Regions from separate parts of the Hordeum vulgare genome. Here region 2 is linked to region 1. A link is a contact called in public Hi-C data. All regions are on one chromosome and are shown on one strand. Each heading gives the region's core, a stretch centred on a gene start, on an enhancer-like site or on the middle of the called end of the contact. The rest is flanking DNA. Distances are from core to core; before and after follow the strand shown.

Region 1 (3,963 bases), core at 18-2,517:
AGTCAATTACTGGGTCGGGATGGCGCGATAGCTGGTGAAAATCGCGTCGACCTCGGTCTTGACGGACGATGATGGTGTATTTGACGTCGTTTCCTAGTTGAGGCATCATTGTTGGAGCTAACGTCATCTCCCTCGGGTTGCTCCGGGGGAAACCCTAGATCTGGATCTTTCCGAATTGTACGATGACGACATCTTCGATGTCGTACTACCTCCTGGGGGCATCGTTTTGGAGCAGGCGCTGACTGTAAGGGCCCAAACGTGAAGCGGGGTTTCATGCTCCGCATTGATAACGGCGGATCTCGGTAGCGTGGTGCAGTGGAATCTCGGCATCCGATGCGGATTTACGGACTTGCGCAGGAGGATGGCGCTGTCTCGCGTCATGGTGGCGTCGAAAGTAGGCCTGGCAAGGTGGCCATCTCTTCGGTCAGAGGTGGTCGGCCTCCGGATGGATTGTCGAATCTCGAGATTCGTCATCTAGTCCCGGCTACGAGTCAAGAAGACATAGTTGCCGGTGAAAACCGGGCCGTTGGCGGGCGATGGCGGCGTTTTGCATCGTTATATTGATGAATGCATCGTGGTGTAACTGTTGTCGACCCACTCGTGCTGCTTCGGGGGAAACCCTACGATCTGGTCTTCAGATCTAACAATGGCAGTACTACAATGTCATTTCTTTCTTTGGAGCATCATTTGTGTAGCGGCGCTCGAAGATAGAGGCAGGGGATGGAGCGGCTTCGTCTTGCACGAAGTTTCGGTGGAGCTGTCAAGTCATGGCTGGCCGAGAGGTGCTACAGTGAGTCATGTCTGGTTGGCAGGTGCTACGCACGACAGATCTTTCAGTCTTTGTGTTTGGGCGAATGAGAGCATGACGGTGGCGCCGTTGGGCGCCGTGGCGACATCGACGGACGTATGGACTCGCAAGAATGATGCAGATATCTCTTGTGAAGATGGGTCGATGGTCTGATGATGGTAGCTTTTAAAACGTGTACATGTGATCTGCGCTTCAGGTAGGCTGCACCGGCTGTTGGCCCCAATACGTTATGTGGATGGATTGACGACGACGTCGATTTTAGATATGGAAAAAAAGAACACTCCACATTATCAAGTTTGTAGGTGTGAGTGATGATTTCACATAGATTGATGTGTGTTTTTGTTAGACCTTTATAAAATAAATAATAAAAATCCACTTGGCTTGGAAATGATTTGACCACTTAATTAGCAACTGTACTGTACTAGTACACGGGACGATGGTGGCGCATGAGCAGCTTGGGTCTCGGGTGTTATGACAAGTGCTCCTCGGTGACCGACTGACCGGCCGGGGAGACCCACGTACGCCACAGCTGAAAATGATCGCTAATCGCCACGGCCCGGTCGATTGATGACTGGACGTGGACGGGATGAGCTCGTGGCGACAACGCCTGGACAGCGCGCCGATGACTTGCGGCGACCGATCGATCAATCGGAGAGGAGAGAACCGATGCAGCTAATTCCGCACGGAACGACGCCGCTGCCGACAGATTCTCGTGGTAAGCACCCTAGCAGTACCAGTAGCACCCCGGTGTGCGCAACTGATACGGTAAAAACCCATATTATTATTTGGCTTTTCTCTAGTAGTGATTAGTGAATGTTTATATTGAAGTTGTCATAGTTTTTTATAGGGATTAATAAGGTTGTCACAAAGATTTTATCTATTTTTAAAATGAAAATAGAACTACCATTGTATTTCAACTACCTTTCACCGTAATATTTATTAATTGATCATGGCAATTTTTAGTAATTAACCATGGCATGTTTAATTCATGGATTATGGAAATTTTTAGTAATTCATCATGGCAAATTAAATTTATAGATCATGGTAATTTTAGTATTTTGACCATGAAAATTCTAGTATTTTAAGCGTGCAAAATATTTTTGTATGAATCATGGTAAATTTTAGTGCATGTATCATGGCAAATTTAAGTAATTCATCATGGAAATTTTAGTTTATGGTTTATGACAAATTTGAGCCATTGATCATGCATTTTTAAAGTAATCGACGACATATTTATTTTTTATTTATGAATCATGTCAAAATTATTTCATGAATTATGACAAATTTTAGTAATTCATCATGGCAAGTTTACTTTAAAAAAAAATATCATGTCAAGATTTACTTCAAACGTAGAACAAAAAGTAGTTGAAATATGTCATGACGACTTCAGTGTAATCATAATTCCAATTTATGTGCAATAATAGATATGACAACTTTTAACAATAACAAATTCGTCGAAACATATTGATATGAGATCTAGTTTTGAAGATCTCGTCGCGGGGAATTTAATGATGAAAATGATTTTTCAATTGGAATTTTTGTTTAAAAGATAAAATATTTTTAAAACTAAAATAACAAAATAATTCCGCTGACATCTTCAGCTTCGTCACTTGTCCATGCATGCGGTAACATGACGTAATCTATAATCATGAGATGTGTGGTCGAATATTGCTTTCACCACATACTTGATGGTTAAAAGCGTTTTTTGCAAGAATCATAGGGTATTTTATTCCGCTGTTATAGAATTATACAATCTCAAGAGACTAACGCACTAACACACGCGGAGAGGGCGGAGAGAGGGGGGGCGTTAACCAGCACGCAGAACTTACTTACCATTTCACACTTGCAGAAACCATTAAACCCAACCCAAATCGATCAGGATATGACGTGAATCATACGAAAACCAATTAGTATGTTGATGGTGCATCCTTGTTACGACTACTCCCTCCGTTTCAGTTTATAAGTCCGACACGTGTATTTAGGTAGTCAATTTGACCAACTTAATAAGAGACATATATTATAAAAAATATATCATTAAAAACTTTAGATGTTCTATTGATATAATTTTTATATTAAACAATATATTTTATATAAGTCAAATTGACGATCTAGATCCACGTGCGTGTCTTATAAATTGTGATGGAGAGAGTATCTTTTTTCCTTTCTTTTTTGCGAATGAGTCATGTCTGCATTTTAACGTCTGAAACCGTATCACAGAATGTTCTCGAATAAGATGGACGCTTCTCATTATTGTTTCGTACACGGGCACAGTTGCATGGCAACGGCATAATTGCTGGTCCTCTGTTTTGTGCAACACATGTTGTTTTGCACAAACCAGCATGAAGGGGAAAAAAACACCATGATTGCTGTTACAAAGCGATCGATCCAAGATCTTGCATAGATGCAGGCCTCGCTTTCTTAAGTCTTAACTATTTGAGTGTTTGCAACTTACAAGAGGTACTGCATGCACTCATCTGTGTGCATGCGTTCATGCACCCAGACGAAACTAATCATAGAACTTGCCAATGATTTAGAGGACCAGCATAGTCCCAAGGGATAGGGGCTACTACCTTTCAGGCACAAGTGGCTGTGAACTTCGTGAAAACCATATTTTAAAAAATCTAAAAAATATGAGATGTTAAGATGATGATGTTTTATTGTCATATAAAATTTTAAGTTCAAACTGATTATGAGATGTGAGCTACGAAAAAGACAAATTTCAGCCCCCTAACAGTGACATTATTGTTTGACACTATTTAAATCTGATTTTGTCTTTTTCGTAGCTTAGATTTTGTAATGTGTTTTAATTTAAAATTTTGCGTAGCAATAAAACATCATTCTCTTAACATCCAGTATTTTTTTTAGTTTTTTAAAAACTTCAAAACATATTTTTCTTGTGGTTTTCACGGGTTTCCATGAAATGTTTGTTTTCGTATGATATTGCCGTGTGCATGTTTGGCCCTCGATTTTGCATCACGCCTTCTGATAGCTCTGGTCTATGGCCATCTAGAGCTGGTCAGCACGGGGTGATTGGGGTCGTCAGATGCTTTGTTGCCATGCCTTAGCTCTCATCAAGAGTCCACGTTTTTATCTGGGCGTACAGTTTTGGGTCGTGTGGGAAACCCTGATCATGAAGTCATGTAGAGATGGAAACT
Region 2 (3,416 bases), core at 339-2,838, 340 kb before region 1:
GTGTAGGTGTGTGGCCATGCATGCTCTGTACCCAGTGAACGGAACAGAAGAAAATGATGTTGCGTGTGCCAATCCAATCGTAGATAGGTCTTTTCATTGAACCCATTACACAAGAGTTTCGGTTTTGAAAGGTGGGCAGAGAGCAGCACCAGTACATGAACTGGGCCTAAATATACTGGTGATAACGCACGAGGAGGCAATATATTACGCACGAGCTGGGCGTGAGCACAATTACACGAACTGGGCATAAATGACAAACAAGAATTTACCACGGGCTAGTTTACACATCTCCCCGTCACTAATCATTATTGATTTCCGTTCACTTTATACAGACACCCCCATCTTCCCTATGCTCCGGTCGTCCTGCTCAGGTGATCGCCCTATGCACAGTGCAATGCTAGCAGCTGTGCGCGCTTGCTCGATGGAGGATGGACATGGGGACTACATGGAGCACTCGGCGGGGACGCCCTGAGCGAAACGCTTGGGGTCGGTGCAGTAGTTATAGATCATGTAGTTGCTCTGCACCCACCGCATCCGCTGCTGCCGTGTCAGGTCCAGCTCCTGATTGTACCATTCGCCGGCCGCGCCGGTGCCGGGGGCGACGTCCGTGCCGACGCTGGCGCCGCAGCGAGGCCGCCCGCCCGCGGTCACCACGCACGCGTCGGCCTTGAAGCCGCGGTAGGAGGCGGAGAACGGCGCGTGGGACCAGTCCGTCTTCACCCGGCCGCCCTGCGTGGCCCAGTCGTCGGCGTTCCAGAGGCTGGAGTAGAGCCGCATGGGCTGGTTCTTGGGGAAGGCGATCCCCTTTCCCTCCAGGTTCTTGAAGTCCCTGATCGGCATGTCATCCACCATGAAGCTGCATTTAAGTACATCAAAAGCGATCCGTCAGTCCATGTTGGCCAGCCTTCTTGAAAGAAAAAAGCAAGTTGGGCAATGGCGATCAATAGCTTACATGATGTGCTTTGGGTTCCAAAGGATGGAGTAGGTGTGGAAGTCGTTGGTGGGATCGAACCAGAGGCGGAACTGCTGCTCCCGCTGGCCCTGCCCCTGCGTGAACACGTTGGTGTGCAGCGTGTAGGGCTCGCCGGTGACGTTGCCCAGGAACTCGAAGTCGATCTCGTCGTGCGTAGGACCCTGCGACGACAGCTGCACATTCACACACGCCAAACCGATCGGGTTAGGCAATCTTGTCAATCGATCAAGACCTCGAAGCAGTGGAATGAATGGATGTTGGGTCGCTTACGTAGTAGGCGGTTACGGTGCCGGCGGAGTTGCCGGGGACGAGCTTGAGTTGCATGTCGATCTTGCCGAAGAGGTACTCGTGCTTGGACTGGAACCCGGAGCCGGAGACCTTGTCCAGGCCCAGCGTCAGCAGCTGGCCATTGTTGAGGATCTTGCCGCGCCCGTCACCCCAGGTAACGTCGAACTCCTTGTCGAAGCTCGCCGCCGCCAGGGCGCAAGTGGCGAGGAGGATCGAAAGCACCGAGACCGCCATGCGAGCCATGCGTTTCGTAAGCTAGCTAGGTTGATTGATGAGGACAAAGCTGGATGGATGGAAGGAAGATTGTGTTTGTGTGAGTGGAATGAGCGGCGCGTGAGGGGTTTATATAGGGGTTTGTAGAAAAGCGTGGCGTGCCATATGGATGGGAACTTGGCCAGCCCGGTAGGCGTAATGCGTGTGAGTTGGCGCCAGAGGAGAGGAGACATGGCAGGCAGGACCGGCTCTGTACGTAGCGCGTGATGGACAATGAGAGGTTGGCACGGCGATGCCACGGGCAGACAGCCTCGCGTACGTACAGTATAGCACATTAAAACCGATCGAGACGTGCAGCAGATTGCTGGATGCAACGGCTCCTAACTTCTGTAGCCGTGGCCCTGCGTTTTACAGGCAAGTGTCACTAGATCAGCTTTTTAATGGACGGAGAACTGTGGACGGATGATCAGCTTTTTCTTCTTCCTCCGACCTCCGGTATGTGAATAACTGTGGACGTGTTGGTCCTGTTTCCTGACTTTTCAGAAGACATCCGTGACCAATTTTCAGGCCCCAAGTGTTTTGTAACTCCAAGATGAGATTCTACGATTACTGCACAAAAAAAATGAGATTCTACAATCATCACAATGGTATGCTACCAGCAGTCTTTCGTGTTGACACCGGAGGTTTCATTCCTCATGCACTTCCACTACTTTTGCATAAAAATATTATATATCTTGTTCATGTTATTTCATAGAGTATATAGCAAAAAGCTACTATATTGCAGGTTTTGATCATAGAAAAATACCATTTTTCTAATCTTTCAAAAAACTACCACAAAAGTGGTGTGTTGTTTCAAAAAACCCTAGTGACCGACCGGTGCCATTTTAAGTGCTCTTATGATATGTAGGGCCCGCCCGTCGGGGATTTGTCGGCCAGGCGCTGACGGAGCCCGTGCGGACGACTGTTAGGTCGACCCGTTCCGACCGCGGTCAAAGCGACCGACCCGGCTCACTCTCTCTCGCTCGCACTCACTCTCACTTTCTCCACTCGCTCTTTGCTCCCCTGCCCCGAGCTCGCCATAGCAGCCGACCACCTCTCTTTCTCGTCGCCGGCAAGGATGCCTTCTTGGAATGATGGGGATGAGAGCTCCGACGACGACAGCATGGTTGTCAGCCTGATGGACATGGAGTACTTTGTAAGTTACATCCTCTCCCTCTGCCATTATTTAGGATTAGGGTTAGGTTTCCTTCGATTTGAGATTCAGGGTTCATGATCTGCAACTATGGATGGATTCTTTGGTTGATTCTTTGGTTTGGTTGATGGATCTGCAGATATTGGATGCATTTTCTGACTGGTTTACTTTCTACTGTGTGTAGGACACACGTGACACCATCCCCGAGCCACTGTTCCGTGGTGCTCCCATGGAGGAGGTTCCCAAATGCACACTGCACGAGATGATGCCTAGGAAGTGTGTTTCTTTCGAAGGAGCTAACACTCGAAGGAGGTTTTATGGATGCCCTGTACAGGTGGGTGTGAGTAAGCACCAACAATTGTTTTGCTAAGTGTGTTGTCTGAGTGAAGCGAATTAAATTTTGATTTTACAACTATTGTTTGATTGAACGGGGAGGTGTGAACTGTGATGTAGTTTAGTGGGTTGACCCTGTCTAGTCTAATGTACTTAAGAACTGCCACATCAAGTTGTGGGAAATGTTTCATGAGCAAAACCTTGACAGGATTCAATACAAGCATGCATATGATGATGAGGTTGCCAAGTTGAAGAAGGGGCATGATCATCTCTACACTGAGTATCACAAAATGGTTGATGATTTTAGCAAGACGTTTGATTGGCGGGATGGTATTGGGAAGATGGACTACCATAAAGCAGTGGATGCTCGGAAATATGAGAAGAAGAAGGAAGAGCTAGAGATGGAGATGAAGATTG

The links. Hi-C and Micro-C count contacts between places; a contact is called where the count stands out from the background.
Region 2: a Hi-C map of seedling shows a contact between it and region 1, with 2.0 times the contacts expected there. The contact joins the promoter of LOC123410403 here to the enhancer-like site in region 1. A contact is called at or near these places in 2 of 6 Hi-C or Micro-C datasets (leaf and seedling) and 1 of 1 datasets of contacts at active chromatin or transcription factors (embryo).

The regions. Positions count from the first base shown.
Region 1 is chr7H:571,862,750-571,866,712 of MorexV3_pseudomolecules_assembly, reverse strand. No RefSeq gene overlaps it. Among protein-coding and RNA genes, the nearest start is that of LOC123407036, 40 kb to the left of the region's middle. Within about 2 kb of position 1,267, at least 3 of the 3 cell types and tissues checked have open chromatin away from gene starts, as enhancers often do. A contact at or near this core is called in leaf and seedling, where this site is marked.
Region 2 is chr7H:572,203,379-572,206,794 of MorexV3_pseudomolecules_assembly, reverse strand. LOC123410403 (probable xyloglucan endotransglucosylase/hydrolase protein 23) reads right to left here and starts at 1,588. Exons shown (of 3, transcript XM_045103343.1): 1 at 1,244-1,588; 2 at 953-1,146; 3 at 174-856. The coding sequence starts at 1,504. The coding sequence ends at 442.